Regions from separate parts of the Mus musculus genome. Here regions 2, 3 and 4 are each linked to region 1. Evidence: chromatin contacts called from public HiChIP or PLAC-seq, Micro-C and promoter capture Hi-C data. All regions are on one chromosome and are shown on one strand. Each heading gives the region's core, a stretch centred on a gene start, on an enhancer-like site or on the middle of the called end of the contact. The rest is flanking DNA. Distances are from core to core; before and after follow the strand shown. Region 1 holds the start of Parp16 (poly (ADP-ribose) polymerase family, member 16). Region 2 overlaps Ubap1l (ubiquitin-associated protein 1-like). Region 3 holds the start of Mtfmt (mitochondrial methionyl-tRNA formyltransferase). Region 4 holds the start of Kbtbd13 (kelch repeat and BTB (POZ) domain containing 13).

The links. Promoter capture Hi-C pulls out the DNA fragments that hold promoters and counts their contacts. A called contact is a pair of places that touch in the nucleus more often than the background predicts. HiChIP or PLAC-seq counts read pairs in DNA pulled down with a chosen protein or histone mark.
Region 2: an H3K4me3 HiChIP or PLAC-seq map of bone marrow-derived macrophages shows a contact between it and region 1, with 2.2 times the contacts expected there. The contact joins the enhancer-like site here to the promoter of Parp16 in region 1. A contact is called at or near these places in 11 of 39 promoter capture datasets (the 3T3-L1 cell line, 3T3-L1-derived adipocytes, the C10 cell line and 7 more), 6 of 484 Hi-C or Micro-C datasets (the C3H10T1/2 cell line, CD8 T cells, the HPC-7 cell line and 3 more), 4 of 115 datasets of contacts at active chromatin or transcription factors (the SCID.adh cell line, bone marrow-derived macrophages and embryonic stem cells) and 3 of 9 other capture datasets (embryonic stem cells, liver and pancreatic islet).
Region 3: a contact with region 1 is called in a promoter capture Hi-C map of erythroid cells, with 8 times the contacts expected there. The contact joins the promoter of Mtfmt here to the promoter of Parp16 in region 1. A contact is called at or near these places in 19 of 39 promoter capture datasets (the 3T3-L1 cell line, 3T3-L1-derived adipocytes, the C10 cell line and 13 more), 3 of 15 datasets of contacts at CTCF or cohesin (embryonic stem cells, large pre-B cells and pro-B cells), 49 of 484 Hi-C or Micro-C datasets (B cells, the Ba/F3 cell line, the C2C12 cell line and 30 more), 16 of 115 datasets of contacts at active chromatin or transcription factors (the SCID.adh cell line, acute myeloid leukemia, bone marrow-derived macrophages and 5 more) and 4 of 9 other capture datasets (adipose tissue, embryonic stem cells, liver and 1 more).
Region 4: a Micro-C map of embryonic stem cells shows a contact between it and region 1, with 2.7 times the contacts expected there. The contact joins the promoter of Kbtbd13 here to the promoter of Parp16 in region 1. A contact is called at or near these places in 5 of 39 promoter capture datasets (the 3T3-L1 cell line, hematopoietic stem and progenitor cells, hippocampal neurons and 2 more), 2 of 484 Hi-C or Micro-C datasets (embryonic stem cells and nephron progenitors), 4 of 115 datasets of contacts at active chromatin or transcription factors (effector CD8 T cells, epiblast stem cells, memory CD8 T cells and 1 more) and 3 of 9 other capture datasets (adipose tissue, embryonic stem cells and liver).

The regions. Positions count from the first base shown.
Region 1 is chr9:65,213,339-65,216,038 of GRCm38.p6, forward strand. Parp16 (poly (ADP-ribose) polymerase family, member 16) reads left to right here and starts at 1,352. Exons shown (of 7, transcript NM_177460.4): 1 at 1,352-1,525; 2 at 2,011-2,294. The coding sequence starts at 2,121.
Region 2 is chr9:65,362,887-65,365,586 of GRCm38.p6, forward strand. All of the region lies in intron 1 of Ubap1l (ubiquitin-associated protein 1-like), which reads left to right. It also overlaps the pseudogene Gm17875. Among named protein-coding and RNA genes, the nearest start is that of Ubap1l, 3.2 kb to the left of the region's middle. Within about 2 kb of position 1,440, at least 6 of the 459 cell types and tissues checked have an H3K27ac peak or open chromatin away from gene starts, as enhancers often do. A contact at or near this core is called in bone marrow-derived macrophages and rod photoreceptor, where this site is marked.
Region 3 is chr9:65,434,463-65,437,162 of GRCm38.p6, forward strand. Mtfmt (mitochondrial methionyl-tRNA formyltransferase) reads left to right here and starts at 1,320. Exons shown (of 9, transcript NM_027134.3): 1 at 1,320-1,545; 2 at 2,526-2,700. The coding sequence starts at 1,352.
Region 4 is chr9:65,390,294-65,392,993 of GRCm38.p6, forward strand. It overlaps Kbtbd13 (kelch repeat and BTB (POZ) domain containing 13), which reads right to left and starts at 1,359. Exons shown (of 1, transcript NM_028974.1): 1 at 1-1,359. The coding sequence starts at 1,359.

The DNA.
Region 1 (2,700 bases), core at 102-2,601:
TCTCAGACATTTTGGTGATTCCAAATCAGCCCAGGCCTTACAACAACCATTACCATTTGGACTCCTGGGGGTGGTTTGCATCATTGTTTGGCCTGGGAAGCTCTCTAGGGTCTGAGAATATAGTTCTGCCTGTCTTCCCTCCCGAAGTCTGAGGAGCACAGGGCCAGGTCCCATTCGGATGCCCAAGAAGGGGGTGATTTCTCAGAGAGCAGAGCCAGTGTGTGTGTATGTTTATTTATCTAATTAATGGTTGTTTTTGTTTTTGTTTTTGTAAAGTTTTGTTTTGGGGTTTGTTTTTGTTTTTTTTGAGACAGGGTTTCTCTGTGTAGCCCTTGCTGTCCTGGGATTTGATCTGTAGACCAGGCTGGACTTGAACTCAGAGATATGCCTGCCTTTGCTTCTGGTGTGCTGGGACTAAAGGCGTGAGCCACCACCTCTCAGCACGTGTGGGGTCTTTAAAGGGGACTTTTAGTCTAACAATTCAGCACTGGTCTTAGATTTCTATGTGACCAGAAGGCCAAGTGCTTTTTTTCTAGTGAGGTCTTGAAGAAGAAGAGGTAAAGGGAATCTGTTCTTACATTTTTTATTTTATTTTATTTATTTATTTTGGTTTTTCAAGACAGGGTTTCTCTGTATAGTCCTGGCTGTCCTGGAACTCACTTTGTAGACCAGGCTGGCCTCGAACTCAGAAATCCTCCTGCCTTTATTTTAATTTTTTAATGTATTTATTTTATGTATGTGAGTACACTGTAGCTGTACAGATGGTTGTGAGCCTTCATGTGGCTGTTGGGAATTGAATTTTTATTTAGGACCACTGCTTGCTCTGGTCAACCCTGCTCGCTCAGTCCCTGCTTGTTCCGGCCCAAAGATTTATTTATTATACATAAGTGCACTGTAGCTGTCTTCAAACGAATTAGAAGAGGGAGTCAGATCTCATTACCAGTGGTTGTGAACCACCATGTGGTTGCTGGGATTTGAACTCAGGACATTCAGAAGAGCAGTCAGTGCTCTTACCCGCTGAGCCATCTCACCAGCCCTACATTTATTTATTTTGTGTATACGTTCACATGTGGGCACACTTGAGCCTTGGTGCAGGTGTGGAAGTCATAGGACAAATTGCTAGAGTCACTTAGCTCCTAACATATGGGATCCTGGGATAGAACTCAGGTCGTGAGGACGGACAGCAAGTGCCTTTACTCGACCAGTTGCTGAGTCATCTTGGGGTCCGGTCTTTTCCCTTCGGCAGGGTTAGGTCATTGTTCTCCCAGTGCCTGTTTTCCCGACTTCCTGTTAGAGGCCTTCGAAGGAGGAGGATCCTGGGAAATCTGAGGTCAGACATTTGAGCAATTCAGAGAATTGCGGAGGCTGTAAGGTAGAGAGGAAGGTCTTTGGGTCGGCTACAGTGTCTTGAGAAAGTATTGTGTCACTCCGACCTTCAGTTTTCCCTGGGTATCAAGTGGCTTCTTGTGTGCAACGTGTCAGCTCCAGAGGAAACCGATTTATTCAACAGGTGGCAATTCCCAAGGTGAGCGAGGCTGGCTCAACCCGTGGAGCCAGGACAAAGACAATTCCCCGGGGCGGGTCCCGGGGCGGTTTCCACTTGGGGCGGTGGCGAGGATGACTAGCAGCCGCATTGGGCACCTTTGCCCAGCACCCGGGGCAGCTGGGATCCTCCGGGACCTGTGGGCGGGCGCGAGCTGAGCAAGGGCGCGGGAAGGGGCGGGCCTGGGCCGGGTGGGCGGAGCGGCGTGAGAGCGGCGGGCGGGGAGGTAGGCGGTGGCTGCTGGCAGTGTGGGGCGGCCAGGACTGATCGGCCGGGTCCCCGGGGTACTACCCACGCCGGGTGCAATAGCGACAACTCCATACCGGGGACTCCGGGACTGGCGGGACCCGAGAGGCGACTCTCCCAGATCCCGTGTTTCCCCGCACTGAGCGACCGTGCCCAGTGTCCTGCAGAGGACGCTCGCCGGCGCGTTCTCACCAATGTCAATTTGTCACCCCTTTGCCTAGCTCCACCCCCCGGGCTGGAAAACCTGGCAGCAGACGGTCTACGGTCCCCCGGGCCCAGGCCCCGCGCTGCCCCTCCTTGTCTCCTCCCGGCCACGCGCTACGAGCCCGGGATGCAGCTCTCCAACAGGGCAGCAGCCAGGGAGGCAGCGAGCCGCGACGTGCTGGCTGCGGACCTCCGCTGCAGCCTCTTCGCCTCGGCGCTGCAGAGCTACAAGCGGGACTCGGTGCTGCGGCCCTTCCCCGCCTCCTACGCCCGCCACGACTGTAAGGACTTCGAGGCCCTGGTGAGTCCGTCCTGATCCACCGTTGCTCGCTGCATCCTGGGCCAAGTGGCCCTGTGGAACGGCAGGCAGGAGCAGCTCCACCCGTGTTAGAAAACACGCCAATTCCCTGGACTTCCCACCCAGCCTGGCCTTGGGGAAGGTTCCCATCAGCAAGAACACTCCTAAACACCCTCGTGCAGACACACTGCCAGGTCATTCGGTGGCTGCTTCCTTTTGTCAGTGACTTAATCCCAGGAGTGATGGAATAGCTACATAGTCCTCCACAAAACGCTCTAGTGTGGCCCTAAAGGGGCGTTGATCTGAACCAGCTGTTCTGCCTAGATAAGAAGTTGTCCCTCCCTCTGCAACTAGTTAGACTTTGCCCTTCAGATGAAGTTACATATTAACAGTACTTATATAAACTGCC
Region 2 (2,700 bases), core at 190-2,689, 150 kb after region 1:
ATACTCAGATGGGAATCTAAGATGTGCTGGCTTATAGTTTGCTGAGGCACTGAAGCATACAACCCCCTTGCTTTCCCTATGCATCCCCCCACCCCCACCTTCACCCCATCCCAACCCCTCAGGGCTTTCTCTGCCACCTAGTGTTTGGAGTCAGAACTCAAAATTCAAGAGTCCTCCCCAGGAGGATCCCAATCTACCCTGAAGTCTTGAGGCAGACTGCACATAACATTTACATATCTGTGACCCACCACCCCATCCTGCAGGGTCCTGATCTGCTTCCTGCCTCAAGCTGTTCCTTCTCTGGATGCCTGCTCTTTGATTCTTTTTCTGCTCACAATTCATTCTCCTACCCTTTGATACCCAAGTCAAACCTGTTCTGTTTCCTAAAGCTTTCCCAAGCCCCACAAGGACTAGGCTGCCCCTTCCAGAAGCGCTCCTTGGTACATTTCTAAATGTTCTAACTAGCTCTGAATCCCGTGCTTGCCCTTGGTGTTCTTCAGAAAGAGATCTCAGAATATTCAAACTAGAAAGAAGCCCATTCAGGACTGTGCAGAAAACAGGGATGCAAATGTCAAGTGGAGATGAGGAAAGGGGTTGTTACATCTATACCTCAAGTGGACAAGATTTTACACTTGGGTCTCAATAGAACCTGGGCCCTTTCTTCTCTGTAATTCAAAATTCAGTGATAGCTGAGACTGAAAGATAAATCTGAGGGTAGGAAAACCTGCTGAACTTTGCCGAGCCTCCTGTAATATCCTTCAACCTCACTGGGACCCCGTAAAACTGAGCTGATAAAGCAGATTTTGGTGGCTACCCCAAGATTTGCTTGCTGTTGCCCATAGAAGGGCATAGAGAGCCATCCACTGATGTGCAGGGATGCGAATTCAGGCAGGAAAACGATGATGAGAACAGACAGGTGGGGGAGGCGATGAGGGAATTAAGGGCTTTGGGCACCGGCCGTCACGTGACCTGTCTGTTCCCAGATTACCCACCTTAGCTCTCCATGAGGTTGTCCTAGGGACAGGATGACCGACCAGTGACCCCAAGCAGCAGGGTTTTGTTTCGTCCTGTCTGTGATGACAGATTGTGTGGAGCCAGAGCCATACCCTGGTCCATGCTCCTCTCATTTGCAAACTGCCAGGCTATGTACGTTCAGGAGTTCACTTTGTATTATAGGTAGTTTTGAGCTTGAATTCCGTGTGAAAGGTTTTTTTTTTCCTTTGTATTGTTGCTGTTGTTTGTTTGCTGTTATTTTGGTTTGCTTTTTCCAAAGTAGTGAACTTCTTGTATTGCTAAATCAAGGGCAGATAACACTACAGTGCTATCCAAATGACAAGTGATATGAAGATGAGTTTTTAATTCTAGGATTTCTGCCTCGGTAGGCACTGTGGACTAGTACTGACTACTTCCTTACCGACAGTGCATAAATATGAGTCACCCGTTCTGGTTGTCTCTAAACTCTGATGACTAGGACTTCTAACTTTAATCCAGTTTATCAGTATTGTCTTCATGGCTAGCCTATTTCTTTGTATTTATATACACGTGATACTGGGGATTAGCCAAGGGCTTCCTGTCTGCTAAGCAAGCACTCCACCACTGAGCTCTGTAGCCCCAGCCCTCCTCTTACCTTTATGTTAAGACAGAGTCTTACTAAATTGCCAGGCCTGATTTAACCTCATTCTATAACCCAGGTAGGCATTGAACTTGTGATCCTCCTGCCTCGGACTTCTGAGTGCTGAGATTATAGACCTGTGCCACCCAGACCTATGCCACCCAGGCCTATGCCACCCAGACTGGCTCTGCATCCTTGGTCTTTTATAAACTTCTTTATGAAGCAGCCCCATGCTCCTAGCAGTATTTTTTATTTTTTTGCAACAGGGTTTCTTTGTGTAACCACCCTAACTGTTCTGGGCCTCAAGTTGTAGACCAGGTTGGCCTCAAATTCACAGAGATCCACCTGCCTCTGCTTCCTGAGTGCTTGGATTAAAAGCACCACTGTCCAGCTGCCCCAGCAGTCTTTACCTCCATCCTGGGCTGTCAGAGATACCAGAGTGTGATGGTGGACTTGAGCCGAAGGATTCCTTTATGGGTATTGAAGTCCAGAGCAAGAAAAGCATCCTGACTCTAAAGTATCCATCCCATGGAACAAGGCACCTGGGTCGACATGGAGATGATCTAGTACCACACCTTCTACAATGAGGTGTGTGTAGCCCCAAAGGAGTATCCCATGGTGCTCTCTGAGGCTCCCCCTGAACCCTAAAAGCAACCATAAAAGATTACCTAGATCATGTTCAAAACCTTTGACACCCAAGCCATTACATAGCCACGTGGGATGTGCTATCCCTGCATAAGCTTGATGGGACCATGAACTCTGGAGACAGAGTCACCTGCGCTGCTACCATCAACAAAGATTACACTCTCACCCACACTGTGCCATCTATGAGGGCTATGCTCTTACCAATGCTATGCCCTTCTGCAAGGGTTGCTCTCTCACCCACACTGTGCCCATCTACAAGGGTTGTGCTCTCACCCACACCATCCTGAACCTGACTGTCTTAGACCTGAAAGGTTACCCCATGAGGATCTTGACTGAGCATGGCTACAGCTTCCGCCACTGCCAAAGGGGAAGCTTTGTTATGTTGTCCTGGACTTGGGACAAGAGACAGCCATTATTGCACCCTCCTCCTTCCTGGAGAAGAA
Region 3 (2,700 bases), core at 70-2,569, 220 kb after region 1:
GCAAGAACAGCGAGCATCTTAACCACTGAGCCGTCTCTCCAGCTCCAGTAGGTCACACCTTCAGTCGGTATTCAAAAGACAGCACCTTGAGTGTCAGAATCATGTTCCACTTCCCCTAAGTTAGGATTCTGGGACTGACTTGATCAGAGGAGGATACGGCTTGGCATCACATCTCATTTCCCTCATATGGTCAGATGCACCGGCTAGCAGCATCATAATCTTTGCCTCTCTTTTCTACTTAGCCCAAGGAATTTGCCGCTCTCTGGGCACACATTGGCCAACTTTCCACAACTATGGCAAACAAAGCCGCTCTCAGTTTTGAGGGGACACATGGAGAAAAAAATTATTGAATCTGTGAGGTAGGAGTTCAAGGCCTCAGGGAGGGTGTTGTCTTAGCACTGAAAAATGGATACCATTTAGTGAGGAAGAGAGGAAATGTGAGGTGGATGGAACGCTCAAGGGCACAGAAGCAGGGATCCTCAAAACTAAATGAAAGACTGCTCCAGGGCCTCTGGCTTTCAGGCCATGTGACAGGAATTAGATGAGAGAGGAACCTGATGCTGCTCTATAGCCAGAGCCAGCGTCACAAGCATGACCCATGTTAAGGACCCCAGTGTACCTTGGAAACACATATCTATCTGCACACCATGGTCTTCAGAGGTCTTCAGCAGATAGCCCTCACCCCTCCGTTTCCCTACAGTCTCCCTATGGCATCCCACATGGGAGGCCTGAGAATCTAAGAGTCTTGGATTCCTGAAGTGACTTCAGACAGGTGAGCAAACCTTAGTTTCATTGGGTGTGGAAATCCTGAGTTGCTTAGTAGTTAAGATTGCTGTTCAGGTCGAATGGTTAGGATCATGGCTTTGGAGCTGGAGGGACAGGACCCCTCGTTGCAGAGATGGCTCAGCAGTTAAGAGCACTGGCTTCCCTTCCATAGGACCCAGGTTCAATTCCCAGGCCCATGTGGCAGCTCAGAACTGTCTCGAGTTGTAGGGGATTCCACACTCTTACACAGACATGCATGCAGGCAAAGCACCAAAGCACGTAAAACAAAAATAAATTAAAAAAAAATTTGTAAAGTTTTAAAAAATAGTTTCTTTTAAAGGTTTGTTTTATTCATATGAGTGTCTTGCTTGTGTGTATATATCTGCAGTGTTCTTTGAAGAGCTTGGCTGAATAATACACATCAAAGTCCCCTCAAATTTCTTCCTTAGTGGTTCTTCAGTTGAGCCACGCCTCCAAAGCGGCAGGCCCCGCCTTGTCGTCTGCGCGTGCTTGGGCCTTTGAGCTCTTTGCTCCGCCCCCCACCATGGGCACGCATGCGCATGGTGGGCCGCTGCGGGCCGAGGTGATGCTCCTTCCGCGGTGCTGCTGGGGTCGGTGGCTGATGGGAAGGAGGCCACGCTGTTCCTGTCAAGCACCTGCCGGGTTCGACGGGAAGGACGGCCGAGGTTCCCGAGTCCGCGAGAAGCCGCCTTGGCGGGTGCTGTTCCTCGGCACCGACCACTTTGCCCGGGAAACGCTGCGGGCGCTGCACGCCGCCAGGTACCGGGGCAGGGTCCCACGCCGAGCCGCGGTGGCGACCCCAGGGCAGCGAGGTCCCGGGAAGGCGCCCTGTTGGGTCCCGGCCGGCAGAGCTCCTGTGGCTCCTGCAGCATCTGCCAGCAGACCCTCCATCTCCCCGAGCCTGGGAACCGGTACCTGGAGAGGCCCGGCCAGTACCCAGGGTCGTGGGCGGAGCCGGTTAGCTGAAAAGGGCTGTGACTCCAAAGTTCGTCCCTTCCTGGTGTTGGTGGCCTCCGTTTCCTTGCCCTTTTACACGCCTGTGTTTTCAAATGAATACATTTCTAAGTTAGAACAGTTTCATATACATATAATATTTATGCGATTTAACTAACCTTGTCTACTAGGAAGAAAGTTATTTGTAATTCACCCTTTCCTGAAAGGCTGCTGTGTCTACCGCCCCACTTCCCTGGAAGGATATTTGGTTATTTATCGGTCCCTGGTTTCCAGGCACTTATCTCGCCTCCATCCCTGCCTTCCTACAAACACTTTTCTTTTTAAATAAGATTTTTACTTTGAGATTTTATTTGTATGTGTGTGTGTCTATGAGCATGTACGTGTTGGTGCCTGTGGAGGCCTAAAGTGAGTGTCCCATTCCCTGGAGCTGGAGTGACAGGCCCTTGTGAGCTACACCCTGTGGATGCTGTAAGAAGAGAGCTGACTTCTGAAAGTTTTCCTCTCATTTCCACACACATGCTGTAGCATACGCCTGCACACACGCACACAGTAATAATAGCACATGCCCACACCATGCACACAATAATAATAATAAAAGACAATTTAATTTTTAAATTATTAAATTTAAACCCTGTGTGTTGGTTGCAAAAAATCTTAATTATTTTAGCTCTAAATGTACTATGGGTTTAATCATAAAAATAGCTTTGCTGTGCATGAAATAGTTTAGCTTTGGGCTGTTGCCCTGACACTGTCAAATTTTTTTTCCCCCAATCTTTCTGATTCAGAGACGGCAAAGAGGAAAAGTTAATTGAGAAACTGGAGGTTGTCACAGTGCCTTCGCTATCCCCCAAAGGACTACCTGTGAAGCAATATGCTATTCAGTCTCAGCTCCCGGTGTACGAGTGGCCCGACGTGGGATCTGGAGAATATGATGTTGGGGTAGTGGCTTCCTTTGGCCGG
Region 4 (2,700 bases), core at 109-2,608, 180 kb after region 1:
GGTGGCCACAGGTCCAGTAGTGCCAGGAGGCAGCCGCAGAAGAAAGGTCTGTAAAGAGCCAGGCCGAGGAAAGCCAGCCTTTTCCCTGAGCAGCCGCCAGGTGCCATCTTCAATGGCATAGACCAACGTGGATACACGGTTGACAGTATAAACGGTGTCCCCACGCACTACAGACGTGAAGAGTGCTCCCTTGCTGTTGACAAATTGGCCAGGTAGCGATGTCCACTGGCCTGTGACCAGGTTGAGGCAATCGATGGCACAGTGCAGGAAATCATCGGAAGGTCCATTTCGTACTACATAGAGACTATCGCGATGGGCCACCATAAAGTGACCGTAGCTCTGTGAACGACACAGTTCAGCCACTGGCAGCCACTTGTCCATTTGCACCACATACTCGACAACGGCAGTGATGTCTGCCGGCCTCCACAGGCACACGAAGAGGCGGCCACGTGCCTGGGCACAGGGAACCCCTGTAGCCGGCTGTGGCAAGTCCGCCACGAAGCTCCAGCAACCTGTGGCGGGATCATAGCACTCCACGGAGCTCATGGGTGTCCTCTGGAATTCGCCACCAATGGCATAGAGGCGGCCTTCGAAGCCAGCCAGCGCCATATCATAGCGCGGTTGGTGAGGGCTGGGGAATTCGCACCAGGTGCCACCCTCTGGGTCGTAACAGAAGCCTAGCTCCACTACTTCCTTGCTGGCACCACACACGCCACCCACGATGTAGAGCTTGTTGCCCAGGGTGGCCACACCCGCCAGCAGTGTGCTGGCCTCCAGGGGCAGCGCGGCCAGCGTGCGCCATGCGTCCTCTTCCTCGTCCAGGAAGCACATGGTGCGCGACGCATCCTCTAGGAAGCCCGGTGTGGGCGTGTGCGTGCTCACCGCCACGTAGGTGCTGGGTCGCAGCGCCGCCACGTAGGCTCGGGCCTCGGGCAGCTCCAGTTGTGCCACCAGCTCGTGCGACCCGTCGCGGATGAAGAGCGCAGCGCTGTGGAGCACGTCGCGCAGGCCGAAGGCGGCGGCCGCGTCGCACAAAAGCGAGCAGTTGTCCGACGTGACGCTGTGCTCCAGGAAGCGCGCGAGCGCGGGCGCCTGCAGGAACGCGGCGCACTCCACCGCCTGCAGCAACTCGTCCTCGGCCGCCAGCGCCGGCCGCTCTCCGCGCAGCACCCGCAGCGCCGTGCGGAAGCCGGAGGCGCTCAGCGCGCCCAGGCGCACCTCCGCGGCGCGCGCCTCCCGCATGCCAGAGCGGAAAAGCCCGCGGAAGAAGCCGCAGTGCTCCACCAGCAGCGACTGCTCCGCCTGGAAGAGTTGACCGTCCACCCACACCTGCACTGGGACCTCGGGGCCTGGGGGCATGATGAGCCAGAGGGGTGGAGGCTGCTGCCGCTGGGGGGCCTAGATTTGCCAGGGGCCACTGACTCTGGGGCTACCCCGGGGCGGGGAGGGGAAAAAAAAACTTCCCTGGGGGTTATAAATACCTTCCTGGCTAAAGATAGGATCTGCTCATGTGATGTGGCCCGCAGGCTTGGATAGCCTCCGAGCCCAGAGGGCATCTGGACACCTGTGTGGTCATTCAGTTCCGTTAAGAGACTAGTGACAGGGCCGAAGAGATGTTCAACAGGTTCTTGTCTAGAAGCCTGGTTGGCTTGGGTTCAACCTAGAACCTACATAAAGGTGGAAGGAGGAAACCCCCTTCACAAAGAGGACTCTGACCGCTGTATTCACTGGCGTTCATCCCACCTCCACAGAGACACAGATAACTTTTTTTTTTTTTTAAAGAATGAATTCCCACTGTGTTGTGGGCCTTACCAGGCCTGCTTTTAAAGATATCGTATTTAACTGACACTGTACTAAGCTGTATATACAACACATGTACCTCCTTGGCTCTGTTTCCTCGCCTTTAAAATAGGGCAAATAGAAACATCTACACACAGTATTAGGACAAATGCCATAAGGGTTCTGGATGAGGCCTGGAGAGTTTATATGACTTGGCTAAGGTCTTTCCGATGAGGACAAGCGTTCATCAGCTCAAAGGAGTGGGGAAGGCAGGTTGAAGGGAGAGACCAAAGAGGACCAAAATAAATGGGCAGCCTAGGAATCTCAGATATGTCTATGCTTATGCTTGCTGGATAGCCCAATCTATACCCCACTCCCATTTTGCCTGCATGTATGTAAATGCATCACAGACATGCCCTGGGCTTGAATACTGGAAGACGATTTCAGATCCCTTGGAAATGGAATTATGGGAATGGAAAAGAAAAAAGAAAAGAAATTATGGGAATAAAGTCCTGTCCTCTGGATGAAGAGCAAGGGTTTGCTCTTAATGTTGAGTGGTCTCCGCAGTTCCATCTCAACCTCTTTTTGAGCCCTTTCCTTTCATGTAACAGAGCATCCAGTGAGCCCTAGAGGTGGAAGTTGCCCCTCTCTTGGAATGGAAATGGGAAGCTAGTGTTGGTTTTCACTTGCCTGACCCCTCTGTGGCTGCCACTGTGGGTGATACGTACTTTGACTCCTAACCCTTGCGACATTCATGAGTAGTTACTCTGGCCCTCTGCCCAATATCCTTGGTGAATAGACAATCTCCACTTACTTCACAGCAACACTGTGAGCTGGATTTCTTCTCTAGATCATGTCTGATATATCCTAGGCTGGCTTCAAATTTGCTGTGCAGTAAGGATGAGCCTCCAACTTCCATCT